4 separate regions of the Oryctolagus cuniculus genome follow, and all the other regions are linked to region 1. The links are chromatin contacts, called in public Hi-C and Micro-C maps. All regions are on one chromosome and are shown on one strand. The core of a region is the stretch at or near the end of the contact, and the rest is flanking DNA. Distances in the headings are between cores, read along the strand shown. Region 1 holds the start of GADD45G (growth arrest and DNA damage inducible gamma). Region 2 has its middle 390 kb from the start of GADD45G. Region 3 has its middle 270 kb from the start of GADD45G. Region 4 has its middle 310 kb from the start of GADD45G.

The links. Hi-C and Micro-C count contacts between places; a contact is called where the count stands out from the background.
Region 2: a contact with region 1 is called in a Micro-C map of ear pinna, with 6 times the contacts expected there. The contact joins the enhancer-like site here to the promoter of GADD45G in region 1. A contact is called at or near these places in 6 of 6 Hi-C or Micro-C datasets (ear pinna, embryonic fibroblasts, liver and 3 more).
Region 3: a Hi-C map of an unstated tissue shows a contact between it and region 1, with 2.7 times the contacts expected there. The contact joins the enhancer-like site here to the promoter of GADD45G in region 1. A contact is called at or near these places in 2 of 6 Hi-C or Micro-C datasets (ear pinna and an unstated tissue).
Region 4: a contact with region 1 is called in a Micro-C map of ear pinna, with 7 times the contacts expected there. The contact joins the enhancer-like site here to the promoter of GADD45G in region 1. A contact is called at or near these places in 3 of 6 Hi-C or Micro-C datasets (ear pinna, psoas muscle and an unstated tissue).

What each region holds. Positions count from the first base shown.
Region 1 is chr1:138,326,244-138,331,864 of mOryCun1.1, reverse strand. It overlaps GADD45G (growth arrest and DNA damage inducible gamma), which reads right to left and starts at 3,828. Exons shown (of 4, transcript XM_051847388.2): 1 at 3,658-3,828; 2 at 3,239-3,340; 3 at 2,911-3,124; 4 at 2,238-2,821. The coding sequence starts at 3,710. The coding sequence ends at 2,711.
Region 2 is chr1:138,718,181-138,723,815 of mOryCun1.1, reverse strand. No RefSeq gene overlaps it. Among named protein-coding and RNA genes, the nearest start is that of GADD45G, 390 kb to the right of the region's middle. Within about 2 kb of position 4,280, at least 3 of the 8 cell types and tissues checked have an H3K27ac peak or open chromatin away from gene starts, as enhancers often do. A contact at or near this core is called in ear pinna, where this site is marked.
Region 3 is chr1:138,592,489-138,597,920 of mOryCun1.1, reverse strand. No RefSeq gene overlaps it. Among named protein-coding and RNA genes, the nearest start is that of GADD45G, 270 kb to the right of the region's middle. Within about 2 kb of position 1,695, at least 3 of the 8 cell types and tissues checked have an H3K27ac peak or open chromatin away from gene starts, as enhancers often do.
Region 4 is chr1:138,632,639-138,637,691 of mOryCun1.1, reverse strand. No RefSeq gene overlaps it. Among named protein-coding and RNA genes, the nearest start is that of GADD45G, 310 kb to the right of the region's middle. Within about 2 kb of position 1,446, at least 5 of the 8 cell types and tissues checked have an H3K27ac peak or open chromatin away from gene starts, as enhancers often do. A contact at or near this core is called in ear pinna, where this site is marked.

The DNA.
Region 1 (5,621 bases), core at 2,579-5,078:
TTGCCTTACACAGGTGACACTTAGAAGCCTTTATCTAGAGGGTGCCTCCTGGTAAAGAAGACGCCCCAGCAGGATCCCATCCCCTCCCCCCACACACACACACCCCTGCTGGAGCCCCTGCAGCAGCAACACACCTTGTCGTTCAAGGTCATCCAGTACACAGTGGGGAGTGGGGGTGGAATCACAGTATCGAGTTGATGAGAAGGAGCCATTCAGAGCTGAACACCTGGCAGGCAGCTCCCTAAGATGTGCCCTGCAATTATGTGTCTTCAGAGCCCAGAGAAAACCAAAGGTGAGCAGGAAATACACAACTGTGCGGGAGAGGCGCTTTCCTAGGAACCCGGGCGTTATCTTAGGAAAACAGCCTGCAAGGGCTCGGGCACCTGGAAGTTTGTGGCAGCAGGCGCATGCGTGCGTGCTGGCCCTGGAAACAGGCTGCTCCATCCCAAGCCCACTACTCCACGTGTGGTCTCAGGCGAGCGCCTTCATTAGCTTCCAAGTAGTATTAACATTCTTTCAGCTCTCACTGGAGGCTCAGCAGTCGGCGTGGGTCCCGTCAACACGCATGTAATAATCAGTGTGTACTTCTGCAGAAATGATGGCGTGGGGGGTTGGGAGCGTCAAATGGGAGAGTGCATTTTATCACCTGCCTGCTAGGTGATGGCATTAAACTTCCATTCATAAAAAAAAAAAAATTTAGCACAACTTTGGATGCTGGCACTTTGTCCAAGCACACTTTTTTTCCCCCTCCGCTGCAAATTCTCTCAGCCCCTGGGGCTCCAGCAAGTGGCCTCACAGTAAGGGCTCCTCAGAGAAAGCCAAGTGTTAACAAGACTTGCCAACCTGATGTTCTACAAGGGTCCGCTGGCCGGCAGGAGGGGGCTGCCCGCCTGCCCTGTGCGATGTGGTGCTGGGTTTACTCATTTAAGAGCACGCTTTCTAGCAATTATGCCCCCTTTGTTTCCTACAGCACGTGGGGCAAATTGTGGCTTTGCCAGAACACAGCCAGACCCACCCCCGTGGGGCTGTCACATGAAAGAGAACTTGAGATTTTTGAGTAGCCAACAGCTCTTAAAAACATTCATGCAACTTGGGCACCAACACAGCCCAATGACTCCGTCCCACTGAGGGGTAAATGTTTTTCAGAGCCGAGAAACGGGAAACAGGATATTATCATTACAGGAAAATTAAGCTCTCCCAGTGTTGTCTTGCCAAGGCTTCCACTGTTTGGACAGAATTTTCAAAGTGGCACCCCACCACCACCAGCAGCCACCTCAAGGATAGCTAAGGTGATCCCTCAGCCCCGCGGCCACCTTAGAAACAGCACGATGTTCTCAGGTCGGGCTGCCTGGCAACCTAGCTAAGACCATGCACGCCCCACGTGCACCTCTCCTGCAGAAGGCAAATTGCAGGGCACGGGGAGTACAATCAAGACGCAGCTGCTCTAATAAAAGCAGACCAACAGACTCAGAACGTTCTCTTCTAGCTACCTGCCTCCAAAACCCTCAAGGCTCATTCTATCCGCAATCCTCCCAGATCCTCCCAGCGCTGATGTGGGCTGAGAACTTTCCAAATAGCCGACAGCTGATGCAGTCGGCAGATCGGAATTGCTCACCCCTATTTATACACACACACACACACACACACACACACACACACACGCCGCCTTCCGATTTCTGCTGGGATCCTGGAAGTTCTAGCCCAGCCGTGATGGGAGACTGACTCATCCTTCAGCACTCACCAGTGTCACGGTTGATATTAATACCTTTGTAACACTGCTTTGTGTCCCAGCATTTCATAGGAGAAACATCCTGCCTGCCATCGCGCTCTGGGACCACAAAGGGCTGGGGCTGTAGCAGGCAATGCCATTGTGCACGAAGGGGCTGCCTGCCTCCTGCAAGCTGTTCAGATAAGCAGCTGTCCGGGGTGGGGGAGGGGAGGGAGGTGGAGGTCACTGTTATCCGATAGGATGGCGAGCCCTGAGCTGCTGCAGGGATGCCTGTTCTCAAGTCTGCCCCTCGCTTGCAAGTTCTATAATCTGTCCAAAAGCAGAGACCTGGGAGCCTCGCTCAGGCTGTGCCCTCACACCCAGCAGCCTCCCCTCCCCCCGCGGCCAGCACCAGGAGCCTGTCATTCTCGCCCGACAGGAAGACGGGAACAGGTGCCATCCGCGCCAAGCAGTTCCAGCTGGCCACCTCCCCGAGCAAGGGTCCCCACCCTCAGTAAAAGCACAGGAGTCTGTTTCAAGGGGTTTATTGTAAGACATCCTCCGGAAGACGAAGCATTGCCCGGATCCGTTTCTGAGAAGGCAGCGCAGTCTGCTAAGTCCCACAGGCTCCTGCAGCCCGACCAAGTCCAGGCCGTCTCGCCCGCGCTCTCCTCCTGCTGAGTCACGCTGGCCCGGCCGGTCTGTGTCCTTCCCGGCCCTGCGGCCAACGTCCCCGCCTCGGCCTTCCTGGGCGAGCAGCCGCTCCGGACACTCGCGGTGCGCAGCGTCCTCGGCTCCAGCCAGCCTGCCCCGCCGCCGCCGCCGCCACAGCCGCCGCCGGGCCCCCGCTGGGGGGGCCGCGCCTCCGCGCCCGCCAGACGCCCCGCCTGCCAGTCTCCACGCCGTGCTCTGGCACCCTCCGAGGGCCCCTCCACAGCCAGCCGCGCGCTAGGCGCCCCGGGACGTCACCACGTCGATCAGACCAAGGTCCCCGCCGGGCTGTCACTCGGGGAGGGTTATGCTGGGCACCCAGTCGTTGACGCTGCGGCTCTCCTCGCAGAACAGGCTGAGTTTCTCCAAGGCAGGGTCTTTCCACGCGTCCTCATTGGGGTTCTAAGGAGAGGGGAGAGCGCAAGCGTCAGCCAGCCTGGCCGACCGCGCCGGGGTGAGGGGAGGCGCTGGGGGAGCGGGGCGACACTCACCGAGATGAGAATGCAGTGCAGGTCGCCCGGCGCGCCCGCCTCCTCGCCGGCACCCACGATCGCGGCCAGCCGCTGCACGTCGCCCACGCGCACGATATCGATGGCGTTCTCGCAGCAGAACGCCTGGATCAGCGTGAAGTGGATCTGCAGCGCGATGTCGCCCTCGTCCTCCTCGTCGGCGGCCAGCACGCAGAAGGTCACATTGTCGGGGTCCCTGCGCAGGAGGAGTTCCCGAGGTCAGAGCCCCGCGGGCCGGTGGCTCCCCGCCGCCGCCGCCGCCTCCGCCGCCGCCGCCGGTCGCCCCCGCCCGGGCCGCGTCTATACTCACACGTTCAGGACTTTGGCGGACTCGTAGACGCCGGCGGTGAGACAGCCCTGGCGCTGCGCCGACAGCAGCAGCTCGTGCAGCGCTTTCCCGGCGCCCTGCATCCTGCGGACGAGCCAGCACCGTCAGTGGAGCCAGCCGAGGCGCCGCAATCCGTACCCCGTCTCCTCCCCGGTCCCGAGTGTGCACCCCCGGCTCCCCAGCCTGAACCAAGGCGCCCACACCCCAAGGCCCCTGCTCCGGCAAGCTTCCTGCACCCCAGCTTCCCGATCCTCCTGAAGCTCTCCAATCCGGAGCCTACATCCCCCGGAGGCTCGCCACCCGGCAAGGCGCCTGCCACCCACCCCTGCGCCCCGGGCCCATCGGCACCGACGGTGCTCGGCTCCCAGCCCAGCAGACAAGTCGCGCACGGGGAGACCCACCTGGCTGTGCTTTCCGGAACCGTGTCCTGGCCGCGGACTTCTTCCAGAGTCATGGTGCGGTGGCCGAGCAGCAAGTTATCCAAGAGCCGTACGCGCGTAGGACTGGCAGCTGAGCCGCGCACCCGCTCCCGCCCGCCCGGCGCGCCCACAGCCAGCGACTGCGCCCGGGCGGCGCGGCGAGCCCTTATATAGGCCGGCGGGCGCGGCGCCGCCAGCTGGCGCGAAGCTGCGTGCCCATTGGCCGGCTCCCGCTTTCTGATGCAAATGAGCGGCGGGCCGGCGGCTCGTGCCAGAAGGCCACGTGGGGAGGGGTGCGGGGGATGACAATGCCTCAAATCTGCCGCTTTTGTCGGAGTGTTACCAGGCAGACTGGAGCCTGCAGATTTCATCTCGCCTCCTTTTTTTTTTAAGTCCTTAAAAGGAAAAAGTTAAAAAAAAAAAAAGTGCTAACGCGAATACGATGCTGCAATTTGTGAAATGCACCTTTGAAGATTCTAAAAGAATTTTCTTTGCATTTATTCTTATTGCTACCTATTTTTTTCTTTTATTTTGAAGTTTGTGAGGCTGTTGTATTGACCCTGGAAATTAAAGCAAAAACACGCAGCGCCACTTTTGGGGGGGAGGGGGGTTGCAAAAGGCACAGGCTCCCGCCGCTGACTCTGCAGCCCGCAGCGCGGCCGGCCACGCCGGCCAAGCCTGCTCCAGGACCTTCGGGGTCGCACCCGCAGGCCGCCTCCCCGCCCGTGGCCCTGCGCGGCGGGGCGCCGGCGGGGGCGCGAGCAGCTTGCGGCCGGCGCACGCGGCTCCTTTGCATTTCTATGGAAGGCGCACAATAGCAGGGGTCTGGCGTGTGGCGGTTTGTAGAGGGGACAATCGGGGCTTTCTCTTCATAGCAGCACTGTCCACCTGCCGCAGCCCGTGGCGCGCCCCCTGCGCCGGCCCCTGGGCGTAATCCCACCCCGCCGGCGCCTGGGCCGCGTGCCGAGCCCCTCGCGCGAGCTGGAAAGGCCGCGGGGCTGCTGCACGCAGACCTCGCGGCTCTGGCTCGGGTTTGGGGAGCGCGGCTTGGGAATTCCCCCTCCCGGGGCGCCACCTACAGGACACACAGAACCGCGGGCCACACACGCACCCGCCCCTGACCGCGGCCAAGCTGCGCCGCAGTGGAGACAGAACAAAGCGTGCCGCACGCACCCGGGTGGGGCTTGGAGACTGGGGGCGAAGGGGGCCTCCTGGGGAGAACTGACTGAGTTCAGAGCCCGTGTGGCTCTGGCTGGGTTGAAACAGCCGGGAGGACTTGACCGTGCGTCTGTAACAAGCCTGGGTTCCAACGAGGGGATAGGGAGACCGGAAGTGCTCTTGGGAGAGCGTTGCAGGCTGCAGCTTGCAGCTATGGGCCCTATGGGACTCGCAGGTCTGCGGCTGGCGGTGCTGCGCGCCCCGGGACGCACACCCGGGCTCCTCCTTTCCGGCCGGGGCGCTGGGCGGGGTCCCTGGGGAAAACAGCCTGGTGGCTCCGTGCTTTGCCTTCGGGCTCTTTTTCAGGCCGGCGGTACTGCGGGCTCCCGGACTTAGGAACGCCGAGCCTTGCTGCCGGCGCCCTGGAGCCGGGCACGCTTGGCAGCCTAGGGCCGGGCGAGGCGCTGGCGTTCCCCGGCGGAGGCGCGCTGCAGCCGCCGGCTCCCTGGGTTCCAGGGCGTGTGCGTTCGCCCTGGAACGTCTCTGAAACCCGGAGGGCTGCCTCACCCCGACTGCGAAGGGGGTGGGGGAGGCGGGGGGGGGGCAGCTTGGACTCGCTCCTTTTGCTGCCATTTCCTTTCCTTCCTCCTTGGTGGTCTCCACAATGACTGAATGCCTGGGTTGGATGAGATGTGTCCATTTTTAAGTGATTGAGACTTTAAGTGTTGCCCTTTTGAAAGCCATGAGCATTTCTTAAAATGCATGCGTTGTGGGGGGGTGGCCCAGGT
Region 2 (5,635 bases), core at 3,031-5,530, 390 kb before region 1:
AGCAGCACAGAGGCCCACAGTGCAAGCCCCTGCCTGTGCTGTGGATGCCAACATCCCAAGTCCCCGGACCAGGCTTAGTATCATGCACCAGAGTCATCCACTTCGCACTTAGAAATGAAGGGCCACAGCGAAGTGTTTTTTTTTTTTTTAAAAGTCTAACCTACCACACTAGTTATTCCCAAAATTTTACTGGAAGGGGTGGTGTTTTTTCCTTTTTCTTTCCATTTCCAGGTCAAAGGAAGCAGGGGTGGGGGGTGGGGGAGAGGGGGTTAGTGCAGGTCCAGTTGGAACCCCAGCCTTTGCAACCAAGGGTCTCCGGCATCCCACCCCTGCTGTGTCTTCTGGACAGAACTCCTCCTTGGGGGAATTCTGGTTTGCATAAACGACCCTGTTGCCCTGGTGGTGGGGTGGGGGTGGGGTGGGGGGTAGTGCTGCAGAACAGAGCAGGGTTTGTGTGTGGGTACATGGACAGCGACCACTATTGGGGCTGACAGAGCACCTGCTTTGCTTAGGACTGAGCCCTTCAAGGAAATGAGTTTTTCCAAACTCAGACACCTAGTGGAAGACAGTTTGGAGGCCAGCAAGTATCTGCACCTTGGGAACAAGAGAGATGGAGCGGCCGGCGCCGCGGCTCACTAGGCTAATCCTCCGCCTAGCGGCGCCGGCACACCGGGTTCTAGTCCCGGTCGGGGCGCTGGATTCTGTCCTGGTTGCCCCTCTTCCAGGCCAGCTCTCTGCTGTGGCCAGGGAGTGCAGTGGAGGATGGCCCAAGTGCTTGGGCCCTGCACCCCATGGGAGACCAGGAGAAGCACCTGGCTCCTGCCATCGGATTAGCGCGGTGCACCGGCCGCGGCGGCCATTGGAGGGTGAACCAACAGCAAAAGGAAGACCTTTCTCTCTGTCTCTCTCTCTCACTGTCCACTCTGCCTGTCAAAAAATTTTAAAAAATAAAAAAATAAAAAGAGATGGAGCTTTCAAACCTGCAGCTGTGCCTGCAAGCCTGGACTGATGAGAAAACACCAAGATCCTCTCCAAGCTGCCCTAAAATGCCGTGAGCTGGTGCTGCCGTAACTGGTGCTATTAAAGGAAAGTTACACGCAGGGAAGTACCTCTCATCATGACCACGAGGCAGGTTTAGGTGTGATTTCAATCCAGTTTTTAGGAGCTCAGGAAGTCGCGACAATTCAGGATGGCAATAAAACTCACAGATCACCTCACAGAACAAGTAACCAGCCTTAAAAAGCAACAGGGCCACTCCTCAAATCTCTCTTGTGTCTCCGGCCCTGTGTCCCTGCATCCCGTGTCCTCATACCGAGACACGGTGGAGACTAATGCAGGACACGCCAATGAACCCACGGTGCTGCAAGCAAAGGCAGCAACAGTGCCTCTAATGCGAAAAATCAGACGGGGCCCGAGATCCATGGGAAAATGTTTCCGACACGGTCCGCTGATTTCTGTGTTTCCAAGTTGTGCAGTTAACTCTCGGCGCTAGAAGTTGACTGAGACCCTCAAATCCAAAAATTCTCCACTTCCTGGAGAAAAAAGCTCCAGGAACATGGCTCTGCAACTCCAGCCTTAGACAAGCTCGCACGTATCCCCTCGCTCCCCTCCGTGAACCCCGCTGAACCGTAGACCACTTTACCTGCAGGCACATGGCAACCCAGCATTCTCCACCTGTGACTCTTCAAAGCAACAACGCCCCACTACAAAAGGGAAGAAGAACATAATAGAAGAGACCACAAAGAACCCATCTGCAAATTGCCCTCTAATCCCTTCTCTGAGCGTCAGATTAAAGCATGGGGCTGTCAGGAAGGCAGACGGTTTCGAGCCATGGATGAGATCATCCAGAGAGTTCGTGGGGGAAAATGTCACTTCAGACCGCTGCCTCCCTCATCCTCCTCGGTGCAAACATAAGTAGCTGGCTACTAAGTACACCGCCAGGAATAAGAATGGTTCCTTTGTGAACGTAAAATACCGATACTGTGATATCAACACCTTTGCTGATGGGCATTTACACCTGGGAGTGGTTAAAAAGCCACCACGCCCTCCAGGAGCTATGGATCCTCATCCCAGAGGAAAGAGTTCCCCAATGGATTGGCCTGGAAGCTCGAGCCACATTTTCCTAAGTGTGGCTTGGAGTTACCCCCCCACCACCTTTCTGTTGGTCCATCTGGAAACCTCTTCCAGGCTGCCTTGGACCTCTCCTTGGCTGGGATTCTCACAGCAGTACCTTCCCCGGAATGACACGCACACGCTCACACACAGACACGGACGCCTGTGCAGAGCACAATGCATGCTTCTCTCAAACACGCACAGGCACCTACACAATGTGCACCTACACAACGCCCCCCCCCCCCCAGGCATACACTCAGGTACGCACAGTGATCTCCGGTGCTCAAGCAAGTGCAGAGACTACACTAAGTAAAGGGTGTGGGTTCCTTGCCCCAGCACAAGCCTCCCTCCCTAAGGAACCTTCCCGGCCTTTGATCTTGAGAAACACGTAGCTGCTCTTTGGCCCAGGTCCTGTTGTACAGTCTCCAAGATTTCGTTCTTTGAACTGTGTGTCCACATTTAAACCTCCGGGTGGCAGCAGAGGCCCGTGGTTGAAGAGCTTCCGGGCGCATGTGTGGTGTGTGAACACAGCATGTGTGAGCCGTGTGTTGTGTAGTGTTGTGTTGTGATGTGTGTGGTTTGTGTGGGGTGTCTGTGTGTGTGGCATGTGTATACTCATGAGTGGGTATAGTCTTGTATGGTGTGCTTATGTCGTGTGTACAGGCACTGCATACAGTTCATGTGCGCACACACGTGTGGCGTGCGTATTGTGTGTTCCTGGTGTTTGTGTACATGTGTGTGCAGTGTTTACCCATGTTGCCAGCTCTGGGTATGCATGTATATTGCGTGTGGTGTATTGAACGTAGAGTGATTTGTGTGTATGATGTGTGTACGCATGCATGTACCGTGGCATGTCTGGGTGTACACGTGTATGCGCGTGCTGCATGTATACGTGTATATGTGTGCATACACAGGTGAGAAGCACAGGTATGTGAGGCAGCAGGGCAGCCCAGGGCCACCTTTCTAAGGAGAGGCTGGGTGGGGGAGGAGCTGCCCAGGTAAGAGCTGGGGGATCCCTAGCAGCAGGTGCTCTCCTGCTGCGCAGAGGAGCCACCCCCGGGGGCGGGGGCAGCAGCGGCCGGCCCACCTCCCCCTTCCTCATCCCCACTTCCCTTTAGGGTGAACGCCTGGGGCTGTGCCTTCTGTTCATGGGCAGTGCCCTCTGGGGGTTGGGCTACTCCTTTTCTCCTTCCCAGCCCTGTGCTCTCTGTCATGGCCCGTGAGGGAGCCCCGAGTCTTGCCTCGAAGTCTCAGTGCAGAAAAGAGCTACTGACTGCACACCAGTAGGGGTGTGGGGGCAGGGAAGAGGGCCCTGGCAGCCGGCAGGAGCTACCAGAAGCAGTTTCTCTCTCCTCTCTCTCTCTCTCTCCTCCTCCCTCCTTCCCTCCCCCCCCCCCCCATTGGGAGCCAGGAAGGCCATTGTTCCTTTGTTGATCTTCTTTGGAAGACAATGGAAAATCTTGCCTAATCTCTTTGCCTGGAGCATCTGATAAGAAAGTTCTGGGAGGAGCTGATAATGGAGTTCTTTCAGATTAAAGCTCCCAGACGTGCAGGCACACCCCATGTCCATTCCCTTAACAGAGTGGGAGGGCATTAGGAGAATGCAGTGAGACAGGGCAGAGTGTCTGGGCAAGCTTCCTTAGGGGGAGCGCAACAGAAGGGCTCGCCTGCGGGTTTCCAGCCGCGTTTCCCGGGAGCAGGGGGCAGTGGCTCCTCCATTCCAGTGACAGGTGCTCTCCCCATGCCCTTCCAGCAGCCCCGAAGAGTGCCGCCTGGACCTCAGAGCGCCCTGGCAGCTCTGCCGATTGTACCACCAAGGATGGAAAGCCAAGAGTGCAAGCTGCCGCCCCTCCGCCGGCTCCCCTGCCAAGAGCCTCCCTCTCCTGTCTCCAGCCTGCCCAGGGCTCCTCTGCCGGTGCCTGTCTGCCGCTGTCCCCCCTGGGGCTCGGGGACCGTGAGACAGTGTGCAACGCAGACTCCCTGCCTGAGCTGGGTGTCAGCACTTGCCAGTTCTGCTGGGAACATGGAGAAACTTGCCCCGGGGTGACCTCGCTGTCCCATCCCTGGCCTCGGGTGTGCAATTGTTTATTTCCCAGCCTGGGAGACAGCCCTGAGCTCACTCACCCACATTCTGGGCTGGGGCACACTGTACCTACGGTGCCCTTTTCCCTTAGAACAGGCCTGCTGCTGCCAATGTTCTTTCAGCGACGTGCCCCACTGTCCACAGGCTGCGCACAGCCAGGGCTGGAGGGAGGCGGTGACCTGTGACCTTGGCTCTGCAAGGCCGCTGGGCTGCAGCCGGTGCACTTAACCTTCGTCCTTAATGATTTGCGTCATGGGCCATGTCTATCTGATTTCCTCTCCCCTCCCCAGGTTCAGACTGCAGGTGAGATCCTCTCACTTGGACACCTCCGAATTCACGGAGCCACTGATACTATTTTTAGCAGAAGGCAAGCTGGTTCTCCCAGAAAGGTAGCTCCTGCCCGGCAGCCTCCCAGGGCTGCCCAGGGATCGCTGACGCGGATGCGGATCGGCTGCAAGGGTTTCTCTCGGAGGCAGACACCTGTCTCCAGAAACTGTACTCACCTGGGATCAAAGACCAGCCAGGTCTGCTGAACTCCAAGTTCAGATGAGCAGCACCCGATGCAGGCTTGCTACCTGGTCAGGCATTGCTGGAGGCATTCGCGCCTCCTCCAGGGTGTTGTATCTTCAATGTTAAACCACAGAGCAGGCGCCTGAGATGTGGCATGGCAGGTGAAGCCACCGCCTGCAGAGCCAGCATCCCATGGGGGCACCTGTTCAAATCTCAGCTGCTCCACTTCCCATCCAGCTCTCTGCTGTGACCTGGGAAAGCAGTAGAAGATGGCCCAAGTCCTTGGGTCCCTGCACCCACGTGGGAGACCTGGAAGAAGTTCCTGGCTTCAGATCAGCACAGCTCCAGTGTTGTGGCCATCTTGGGAATGAACCAGTGGGTGGAGGACCTCTCTCTCTGCCTTTCAAATAAATAAATAAATCTTAGAAAAAAAAAAAAAAACACAGAGCGGAGCCCATTCAAACTTCTGTCCACCATCCGAGCAAAGGAATCCCAGAGAGGCAGTGGATTTGCAAGGCGACGGAGTACTGATTGGTTTCGAACGAGATTGGCACTTTTCTCCCTCTGAGATGGTGTAGGTGACTGTATACGCTGAATGGACCCAGGGCAGTGTAGGAAACATACAAGGCTTCTTTCAGACAAACCACAGATAATGAGCATAAAAAGATACTGTCTCCTTCCCTTCTTGTGCAGGTTTGTTTCTGCCCTTGCAAAACAATGATAATGTGTTAATAAATAATAATAGTATTCATGTGACCTACTGTGAGTAATGGAGAGAAAGGGTAGGCAGATGTGCCCCCAGCACAGCGGCAGTGCACCTGCCAGCCTCCCTGGCCTACACCAGGGCATTGCTGGCCCAGCAAGGTGTCTCTCACAAACAGGGCCCCAGCCTGCACATAACCAAGGGCTCGGCGGGGCATGTGCAGATCT
Region 3 (5,432 bases), core at 446-2,945, 270 kb before region 1:
GTCCTCACCCATACCTGTGCACGCCTTTCTTCCCAGCACACACCTGTACACACTCACCAGCCTCCCTCGGGGCCACATGAAGCCGTGTGGCTAAGTTCTGCCCATTGAGTGTGAATAGAAATTGTAGCTCCAACCCTAGCCCTGTCCATAAACCCCTGCCAAGCTTCTCTGTCCATCTGCAGTGGGGGTGAAGACGGATCCTAGAACCTTCTCTAAGGAGGAGCCTGGGTTCCAGAATGATCGTATAGAGCCAAGAATGCCTCCACCCACTGCACAGTGCTCTGAGTGGCAGCTACATTTTTATTTCAGCAATCCCCTGCAGCTTGGGGGTGTCAGTCAAAGCCATTAGCCCACTCTGAATACTCCTAAAATCCCTCCTCTTGTCATGCGTCCTTCACTGATTTCCCCTGTAGAACCCTTAGAGAAAAGCATACAGATAACAACATCCACCTTGGAACGATGCTGGCTGATTTTGCTTCACTTGCACAAAGTGAATTCACCCGTGATCTGCACAGCAGCCAGAAGCTGAGAGGGCTGGAAAGCACCTCCGTGGGCGCTGGTGAAGGGGCTGACGCTGTACACGGCCCCCACGCAGGCTTTGCAAGAAGTCCAGCCTGGATCTGTGGGCATGGTTTGGGTGAACACATGCAGGAAGACGTTGGGAATGAGTTTGGGCTGGTCCACCCCTTTACAAGGGTGTCATAGCTCAAATAGCCATACATTTCTGCAGCACGTATGGGTGAGGTTTCTAAGTAAGGCAGAACTGAGCGGGACCTCAAGCCACCCCCAAGAGATCAGGGGCTGCAGTGAGGTGGACATGGGGCAGAGGGTCCGGGGGAGAGGGAGGGGCAAGCAACAGGCCGTGCAGAGCCTGTGAGGTCAGGTGCAGGGGTTCAGACTGTGTATCTGGAGCAAGGAGAGAAATTGCCGGAATCCCCTAAACACGATCGGGTTTATGATTTTGGAAGTCTTCCTGGTGGCCCAGGGATGGAAGGAGACAGTGGGAGGCCACAGGCAGTGTAGACAGGGAGGAGGAGGCGTCAGAAGTCAGGACACTGTTCCATGGCCAGGGGTGGGAGATGGCCCCACCTGGAGAGAGCCGAAATTCAGGAGAACCTAGGAAGAGAAGAGGAATTGCATTCCGGCCAGGCCATTGCAGCAGGTGGAGCAGGAGGGCTTTGAGGAAATGAGAGAAGGGAGGGGGTGGGCTGCAGATGTGGCCAGAGGGTGTCCGGGGGGAAGGGATGCGGCCATCCAGTGAGAGCCCGGGAGATCTGGCTCGAGCAGGTGACTCAGGAGAAATGGCACGGTGTTGGCAGGACCGCGGTGACCCCCGCTTTCATCAGCATCTGAGTGTCTCTGCCAGAGAGCTGCCCACAGGAGCCCACGCCTGCTTCCTGCTGCTGGAAGTGCCCGAGGGATTTGCTGTCTTCCTGCTGGGCCTCCCGGTCTCTGCTAGGGAGCGCCCCTGGGCAGCAAGACCATGCAGGTCTTTCTGGAGTCGTCTCACTCAGCTTCCCCTTCTCACCTGCCCACTTTCCTCACGGGGGAGCCTGTAGCAGGAACAAAACAACATCAAGGTCAAAGCTGCTCTCCCTTTCCTAGAAAGCACGTGTGAGGTCCCAGCTGACCTACAGGAAAGCAGCCAGGGCAGGAAACTGTTTATGCAGCCCATGAGGTTCTGAGTTCACCAGGGCACTCTTCCAGCGTCAGGGGAAACGAAACTCAGCTTCAGGAAATAATGTCACCAGATCACTGCGCGCTCCCAGCCGCACGGGGGGAGCCAGAAGCCATGCAGGGCGCCTCGTCACACTGCGCCGATGCAGATTATTTTCCCGAACAGTCTCTCGCATGCACAGCACAGGGCCATGACACCAGGAGAAAGGACCGCCACTCCAAGCACCTGACAGCTGGGACTCAGCACTCAGCAGAGCTCCACAGAACAAGGGCAGCCTGGCTCCAACTCCTTAAAACTGAAAACAAAAGACTTTCTTTTTTCCACGTCTCTCTTTTATGTATCAGTGGCTTCGCACACTCAGAGAGCATGTGAGCTTCTACACCCATTTTACAGATGCGCAAGGTAGGGGGAGTTCCCTCAAGTCAAGGCAGGCCTCAAGACAACATGCATGTGCAAACCACTGCAGGTTGTATGTCCACCGCCTCAGCTCGCCTTTGACCATACTGGGACAGGAACAAGATCTACCCATCTCGCAGCCCCAGGACCTGATCTGAAAGTCAGGAAGGACTCCCAAGAGACCCAGGGAATGGTGCACCTGCTCACAAGTGCCTTTGTTACAGGCCTTCCTCAATGTTCCATCCCCCGCTCCTCCATCCCACTCCAGATTCGATGGCAATAAGTTTACACGTAACTACCAAGTGTCTTTGGGGAAGGCATATAGTGCACCAACTGGGACAGCTGCATCCTGTATTGGAGTGCCTGGTTCGAGTCCCAGCTCCTCTGCTTCTGATCCAGCTTCCTGCTAACACTCACCCTGAGAGGCAGCAGGTGATGGCTGGGTTGTGCATGGGTTCCTGTCACCCTTGTGGAAGACCTAGTTGGAATTTCAGGCTCCTGGCTTCAATCTGGCCTTGCCCTGGCTGTTGTGGGCATTTGGGGAGTGAACCAGTAGATGTAGGCTGTCTCTCTCTTTCTCTCTCAAATAAAATGAAAATAAAATAAATTATAAAAAAAGATTAAAGAAAAAAAAACTATCAAGTGTCTCAGCCCGAGCTTCTTTGGATCTATCCCATTTGGCAAACTTGGGAGGCTTAAAGCCGTGATTTCTCCCAATATATTTTCAGTCTCACTCTCTCTTCTCTCCTTCTGCAGCCCTATTGATTGCCATGTCCCCCCTTTCGTCCTACAGGTCCCCGAGATCATTTGCGTCTCCGCCCTGCACACTGGGCTGTTTCCTCCCTGTTGCTCAGGTTGTGTGCATTCTGTGTCCTGAAGCTTGCCCAACCCCACCCCACCATCCCCCCTGCACTCAGCACCCCCCCCAGATAGTTTCGAGTTTGCATCATTGCTGTTGTGTGCTTACTGGGGTCTTTTATAATTTTCATACATTTCTGATACTGTCTAATTCTTTGCGGATATTGTCTTTGTTTGTTTCAAGGGAATTTGTCATTGCTAGATGAAGCATTGTTACACTGGCTGCTCAGAGACTTCTAATATCTGGGACTTGGGTTCTCATTTGAGTTGTTTCCCTTGTTCTTGGTGCAATGAGTGATTTCTCATTGGATCCCACCCACTCGTGATCTGATGGGATCTTGTTTTTTGAGCCAGGAGCCCCTTGTTGAGACGTAGCATAAGGTCCAGCTGTGTGTGTCCAGGTTCCCTCTGGGCCTCTGCTGGTACAAGGGTTGGGGGAATCACCACTGGCCCCGCACCCGTCCTGCTGGTCCCTCTCCTATGACCGCAGGTAGCAGCTTATGCTGTCTGAGAGAATCAGCTCAGCTACCCACTGGTCACTGCGGCCACCAGGGAGGGGACAGGGAAACAGAACCAGCCTCACATCCCACCAACCTCTTCTGCCTCACTGCTACGCTCTGAATACTGTCTCCCCCTCCACCACCTCCAAAGCTCAGCTGGAGATGATTCCCCACTGTGAAGTATTAGCTGGGTGGAAATTTAGGGCACTTCACCTGACCTTGGGGTTTCCAGGTGGCACCTCGAGGAGCTGATTAGGACTAGGGAAGTTGATCAGGGTGATACCCCATGATTGCATCCCAATGATTTCATGAGACAGTGTGGAGTCAGCATTGTGGAGTAGCAGGTTAAGCCACACCCCCCGTGGGTGCCAGTCCAAGTTCTGATTGCTCTACTTCTGATCCAGCTCCCTGCTAATGCCCTGGGAAAAGCCATGGAAGATAGTCAAGTTCTTGGGCCGCTGCCACCCACGTGGCAGACCCAGATGAAGTCCTTGGCTCCTGGTTTTAGCCTGGCTCAAGCCTTGGCTATTGCAGCCACTTGGGTAGTGAACCAGTGGGTGGGAAATCTCAATGTGTGTGTGTGTGTGTGTGTGTCTCCCTCTCTCTCTCTCTGTAACTCTGATATTCAAATAAATAAATAATTTAGAGAAAAGAAGAAAGGGCTGGCCTTGTGGCACATGGGGTAAAGCTGCTGCCTGTAATGCAGGCGTCCCATATGGACACCAGCTCATGTCCCAGCTGCTCCACTTCCTGTCTAGCTCCCAGTTAATGGCCTAAGAAAAGCAGCAGATGGCCCAAGTGCTTGGGCCCCTGCTATGCACATGGGAGACCTGGAAGAAGCTCCCAGCTCCTGACCCAGCCCTGGCCATTGCAGCGATCTGGGGAGTAAACCAGCGGATGAAAGAACTCCTCTCTCTCCCTCTTTCCCTCTCTCTCTCTCTCCCCTGTGGGGGGTTGGATGGGGGAAGAAGAAGGAGAGAGCGTGAGAGATCCAGGAAGATGCACGAATGCACCACATGGTGCCCTGTGCTGCCTCAGCTCTGCCAGCAGGAAGGCCATCATGTCACAGCCCCCTCGACCCTGGACTTGAACTGCAAGACTAAATAAACTTCCTTTCTTCTCAACGCACCCAGTCTGCCGTCTTACGTCAGTAGCAACAGAAGACAGACTAAGACAGCCGCTGACGCTAGCGGGAGCGGAAGGTCAGCTCCCCGGAGCTCGGCAGAGGGCACCCCTGAGGGTACCTCCTGGGCCCTTGCTAGAGATGCGAGTGCCAGGGACCACCCCAGACCAGGGAAACAAGACTCTGCCCCGACAAAGGCGCCCTGACGCGTCACGGGCGTGATTAGTTAGACAGCGCTGATTTCAAATCCTCACCACTACCCGGGAAGACCAAGCGCCTCTCTGAAGTGCCTCCGACTCATTCTTTCCAAAGAGACCTTGGTCACCGGCTGAAGCCACCGACGAGGCTGGTGACCTCGACGCGCTGCCCGCTAGGTGAGTCACCACCGTTTCAATCGCCGACAGCTTTATTGAAGGAGGACCGTGTGCCAGAACATTTTCTTGTCTCCAACCTCCAATCCCGCAACAAACAAAGCCAGAGCGCATCAGACCGTGGGGCTTGGATTGATGTGCTCATCCCCCGGCGTCTTGTGTGCAGGGGGTCGTCCACACCACCCAGTGCGTCCTCGGTCCCGTCCCGGGTCCGCGGCCGTGTTCTTATGCACGCTTGCAGAGTTCCAGAATCCCAGCCCTAACTGTGGCCCCGTGGAAAATCTAAGAGTTGGGCACACGCCCAGACATGCCCCGGATGTCCTCCCAGGGGAGGATGTGGACACCCTGGGGTCATGGCCGCTCCCGCTGGGCTGCCCAGAACGCCCTAGAGATGTTGGCTCACTGCCAGCCACATCCGTGTGCAATTAATAGATTAATTAATAATTCATTAATGCAATTAATGAATTAATAATTAATTGAATGCAAATAATTATTTCTAGACATGC
Region 4 (5,053 bases), core at 197-2,696, 310 kb before region 1:
GAATCTTGAGTCCTGTACAGAAAAAGGAGCTGTTTTGTCATTTTGTTATTTCTTTAACTCTCTGTCTCGGTTTACTTTGGCAGAGCCATCGCTCAGAGCGAAACTCAGCAGGTCTCCAGGCAGAACGAGCAGTACGCGTCCCCGCGTGGCCCGGGCAGCAGGAGCCAGGCGTTGCGCCCAGCCTCTCTGGCTGGCCCAGGGCCTGACGACAGGCAAGACTATGACAAGAGGGAGGGGCGCTGGGGCTGAGGTTCGCTGTTTGAAGGTCAGCTTTCCTGCGCACAAGGCAGAGGTCAAGCTGACGTCTCTCCCTGTTTTTGAGCAAGCGTGTTCCAGGAAGCTGCTCTGGCCCGTGGCCAAATGGCTGTTGTAGCATGATGTTTTTGGGGGTCAAGTTTCCTGCGGCAGGCAATGCTTTGAGTTCCTGATATTGACATCAACAAACCTTCACAGAGTAACTCAAAGTGTAATGTGGGGCAGTGGATTCCAAACTGAAAGATAAAGTAGCAATCACAGGAAAAAACCGTTGACAATTCGCTGATTCCACGCATAGGAATTTGCTCTCTGCATTTTTCTTCCACGCAGGACACTTGACGTTCTCAAAGCCAGACGTGATGCCGGCTAAAAGGCTTGGAGCTTACCCATAAATTACATTGCCCCGTAACTGTCCTGATTGAACCACAAATCAAGCAAGACATTACCTTTTATCTGCAGAGATAAATGAAGACCCACCATCCAGCCCTCTTTTTGCAGACACCCTCGTGTCGAGTGATTAAATAAGACAGTGCACGCACCGTCGCCGCAGTAGAAGGCATCTCGAGGATGCCAGCTCCTTTCTCTTGCTTCTGAAAACCAAAGCAAACAAACATCTGGCTGTAGCGACGGGGAAACACCCTAGAATTATTCACCTTCAGGACTGCAGACAAAATAAACCAGCCCCTCCACCAAAGAATTCAAAGGAACGAACTTGTAAATATTGTGACTGATTACAACAACAAGCGTGTCATTCACTTCTTCGGAAACGAATCCAAACAGGCCTCTGTGAGCCGCCAGTGCCCGGCAGTGGCCTTGGCAGCTCCGTTGGTAGAGGATCCGGCAGGGAGAGAGGAGAGCCTGGGTTCCTGCTGCTGGCCAGGTCCCGGGGGTGGCTTTCAGCTGTGCAGTGGGGATCAGGACACCTCCAGGTGTGCCACGCATGCCCCTCCGTCTTCCCTCGGGGGACCTGACACCTGGCTCTGATCCCCGTGCGACTGTGCGACCAGCAGGGACCAGGTGGGCTATCTCCCTGGCCCCCCCACACACAGCTGCTCCCCCCACCCCGGCCACCAGGCCCGGAAAGTGAAAGTGTGCTTCTGAGAACCGTGGATAGCGACCTACAGGAAGGCGCCGTGTGGTTTCCGTGACCCAAGCCTTGACTGGAAGTGGCTGCAGAGCCGTGTGTGGGCCCTGCGCCTGCCCTGCAGGGTGCCTCCCCCGGCGAGGAGGAGTGCCTTCTGCCCGGAGGGAGGCCTGGGGAGGCTGTCCCTCTGCCAGCTCCTGTGTGCCTCCCAGGAATCAGCCGCTGTCAGCAGGGCAGTGGACAACTGCTGCTCACCCTGACTTTCTGGGTCAGAAACTTTCAGAGCTGCCTCCCGCGGGGACCTGCTCCATAGCTCGTGGCGCTCCTGAGGGAGGGCCAGGGAGGACAGCTCGGGCCCTGGGCCAGCGTCACCCCAGTTCCCTTTGCAACTCGGGCACAGGCACCAGTTCCAGCCCCTGCGGCACCGACCGAGCATCAAAGAGCAAGCAGGGCACAGCCTGGAAGCCGCTGGACAGACCGGTTATCCCTGCAGGCCCCGGCAGCGCCAGCTTCCGCCCACGCAGCTGGAAGAGACCGTGTGTGCTTGGAACGTCTCCGCGTGTGTGGACATACACTCGTGCCCTCATACACTCACTCCCGCACACTCACACACAAGGCCACTGCAAGGGGCCAGCGGGAAATGGCCTTCAAAGAGAAGTGGATTTGGGTGCAAAAAAAAAAAAAAAAAAAAAACTGGACGTCCACACATACCCTCATGTGCATGTATATTTCATGGAAATGCGTATTATGAAACAACTATGAATTTCAGCAGTTTTTACACCAAAATACCCCCCTCTTTGAATTCCGTTTTCCGCGTTCTCTTTGACTTGCTTGCAAATGTATTTAACTTTACTATGAAACATCCGACAAGCAAGCACACGAAGCCGAACTGAGCAGGCGTAACGCTCACCGCAGACATGTAAACAAAGGTGCCGTCACCTCCGAACCCACGAGAGAACCTTGCCACCCCCACCGGCCCGCCCCACGACCCCTCCTCCAGGTAACCACAGGGCTGAGTGTGTGCGAGCCCCCCTCCCTGTCCTTGTCACCCCACCAGGCACACCAGGGGGCCTTGTTGTGCTTTGGTGGGGGCGGGGCGAGGCGTGATATGCTTTGTAAGCAAGTAAGCTCCCTCATCAGACAAGGACACGGTGCACAGTGAACATCCATTTTGATTGACACACGCGTGTACCCCGGAGTGCGTGTGCGCGTGCCGCCACTCGTCGGGAGCACCATGAGAGCCTCCGTCGCACAGCGCCCTGCACCTCCTGATGCCGTTCCTGGCCTGAAGAGTGACAAGTACTAATTAATGCTGTGACTGTGAAAACCTGAACCTGCACAGAGTACCTCAAGCCTGTGCCCCCGGTACCGATTCCCTGAAAAAGGCCCACGTGGCACTCAGAGCCAGGCCATCCCTGCACATGGCCCGGTCCGTCACTCCCTCGCAATTGCCTGACACCCTCGCCATCCACCTCAGCTCTCAGCTTCTCCAGGAGGGGATGTGGTGAGGGCCCTCCATGCCACTGGGCGCAGCCAGCAGGGGGATCCCAGGGTCGCGTGGGCCAACTTGTGGCTGCGTATGGGAGCAAACTGCAGATACAAATATGGGGACCCGTTGTTAGAGGCAGCCATGACTTAAAGTGAACTTGCACAAACTTGAAATCAGATCAGTTTTGTTAAAATCCAAGGAAATAAGTGTCCACACTCATCTCTTCCTACCCGACCGCACAGGCTTGTGACCGGAGCTCCCGTGCTGGTGTGGGCTACGCCCATGTCACAGGAGCATGGCAGGGCGGGGGCTCCAGCGCTCTGCCAGGAGGGGTGCCGGGCTGCACATCAAATGAGACTCTGGAGGATGCACAGCAAGGGAACTCACACTCACTCCCGGCCAGGTGCACACACACACGCACACACACACATGTGTACACACACCACACAAATACTCACCACACACACACACACATACACATGTGTACACACACCACACAAATACTCACCACACACACACACATACACATGTGTACACACACCACACAAATACCACACACATATACACACAACAAACACACACCACATATCATGCACCACAAACATGACTGCACACACCCCATATATGCACACACAAACATACACACATGTAACACACACCCAGGAATATAATGTACCTACCACACAAATAAACATATATATACCACACATGCAAATATATGCTCCACACACATACACACCACAAACACACCCAATATATACACACACTTCGTATACACCACACATTTATACAAAGGCCACACACATGTGCACATATGCTCCACACACACAAACATACCTCACCCCACTTACCACAAAAATAAGCATATATGTGCATATCTCATATACACAAATACGCCTAGCACAAACACACAGGCACCACACACATTACATACACACCATACACACGCACACACTGCAGACATCCCATACACACACACACACACGGGATGCATAAATACACACCTCATAAAGACACACGCGGCACATGCACATAGGGTACACACACCACACATGCATGCACGCCACACACATGTGTTCATGCACTCCTAGCGCAAGCCTCACCCCAGCTTCCCAGCCTGGCGCTGGGGTGGAGCAGGAATAGCTGCCTGCTCATTTGCTTCCCCGGGCGCCTTTGGACCCCATGCCAGGCGTAATTAATTAATTAAGATGCGCTTGATCTCCGTCCTGGCCTCCTGGCGCAGAACCCCGAAACCTGGGCAGCTACTGTCTCCCGTGCGCTAATGAGACGCCTAACTGCTGGCTGGGCCCCCGGTGGTCTTCGGAGGGCGCTGGGGGGCAACCATGGGATTAGCGAGGTGGGAGTCTCAGCCACACCCCGAGCATGGGAGACAGGCAGGAGATGGAGCTGGTCACTAGCGGCCAAACATGCACCAGAAGCCACCGTGACAGTGGGATGGAACCCCCATTAAAAACCTGAATGATGGGCTTTGGGGAGCTACTAGGTATGACCCGCCTCTGCACACCAGGGGCAGTGCAAGCAGAAGGGCTGGGTGTCCTTGTCCGTTTTCTGTTGCCTTAATAAATTACCCGTGGCTGGATACTTTCTAGAGAAGAGAAATCTACTTATCTCACCGTTCTGGAGGTCCAAGGGCATGGTGCTGGCTTGGGCTCTGGCCAGGGCCTTGTGGCAGAGGGCATCGCATCATAGGAGTCAGTGGGGGGGCAGCAGTGGGGGAGGACAGAGAGGGGAAGGGTCACACAGGGCAGCAAGCCAAGGATTTATTTGCCTTTAGATTAAAGGCAAAGTGACAGAGGTGGGGGGGGGGGGGGATCTGCCCATGTGCTGGTCCACTCAGCCAGGGCTGAGCTGTGCTGAAGCCAGGACCAGAAACTCAGGCCTCGAGTTAAGGGCACCACTGCTTTCCTGTGCAAGGCAGATTAACCCACCCAAGCTCCACCAGCAGCACCGACATCCATATGAACGTCGGTTCAAGTCCCAGCTGTTCCACTTGTAATCCAGCTCCCTGCTAGTGCACCTGGGAAAGCAGTGGAGGATGGCCCAAGTGCTTGGGTTCCACATGACAGAGACATGCATACAGTTCCAGGCTCCTTACTTCAGCCTGGCCCAGTCCTGGCCATTGCGGTCATTTGGGACGTGAACCAGCAGATGGAGGATCTGTGTGTGTGTGTGTGTGTGTGTGTGTGTCTCCTTCTCTCTGTCAC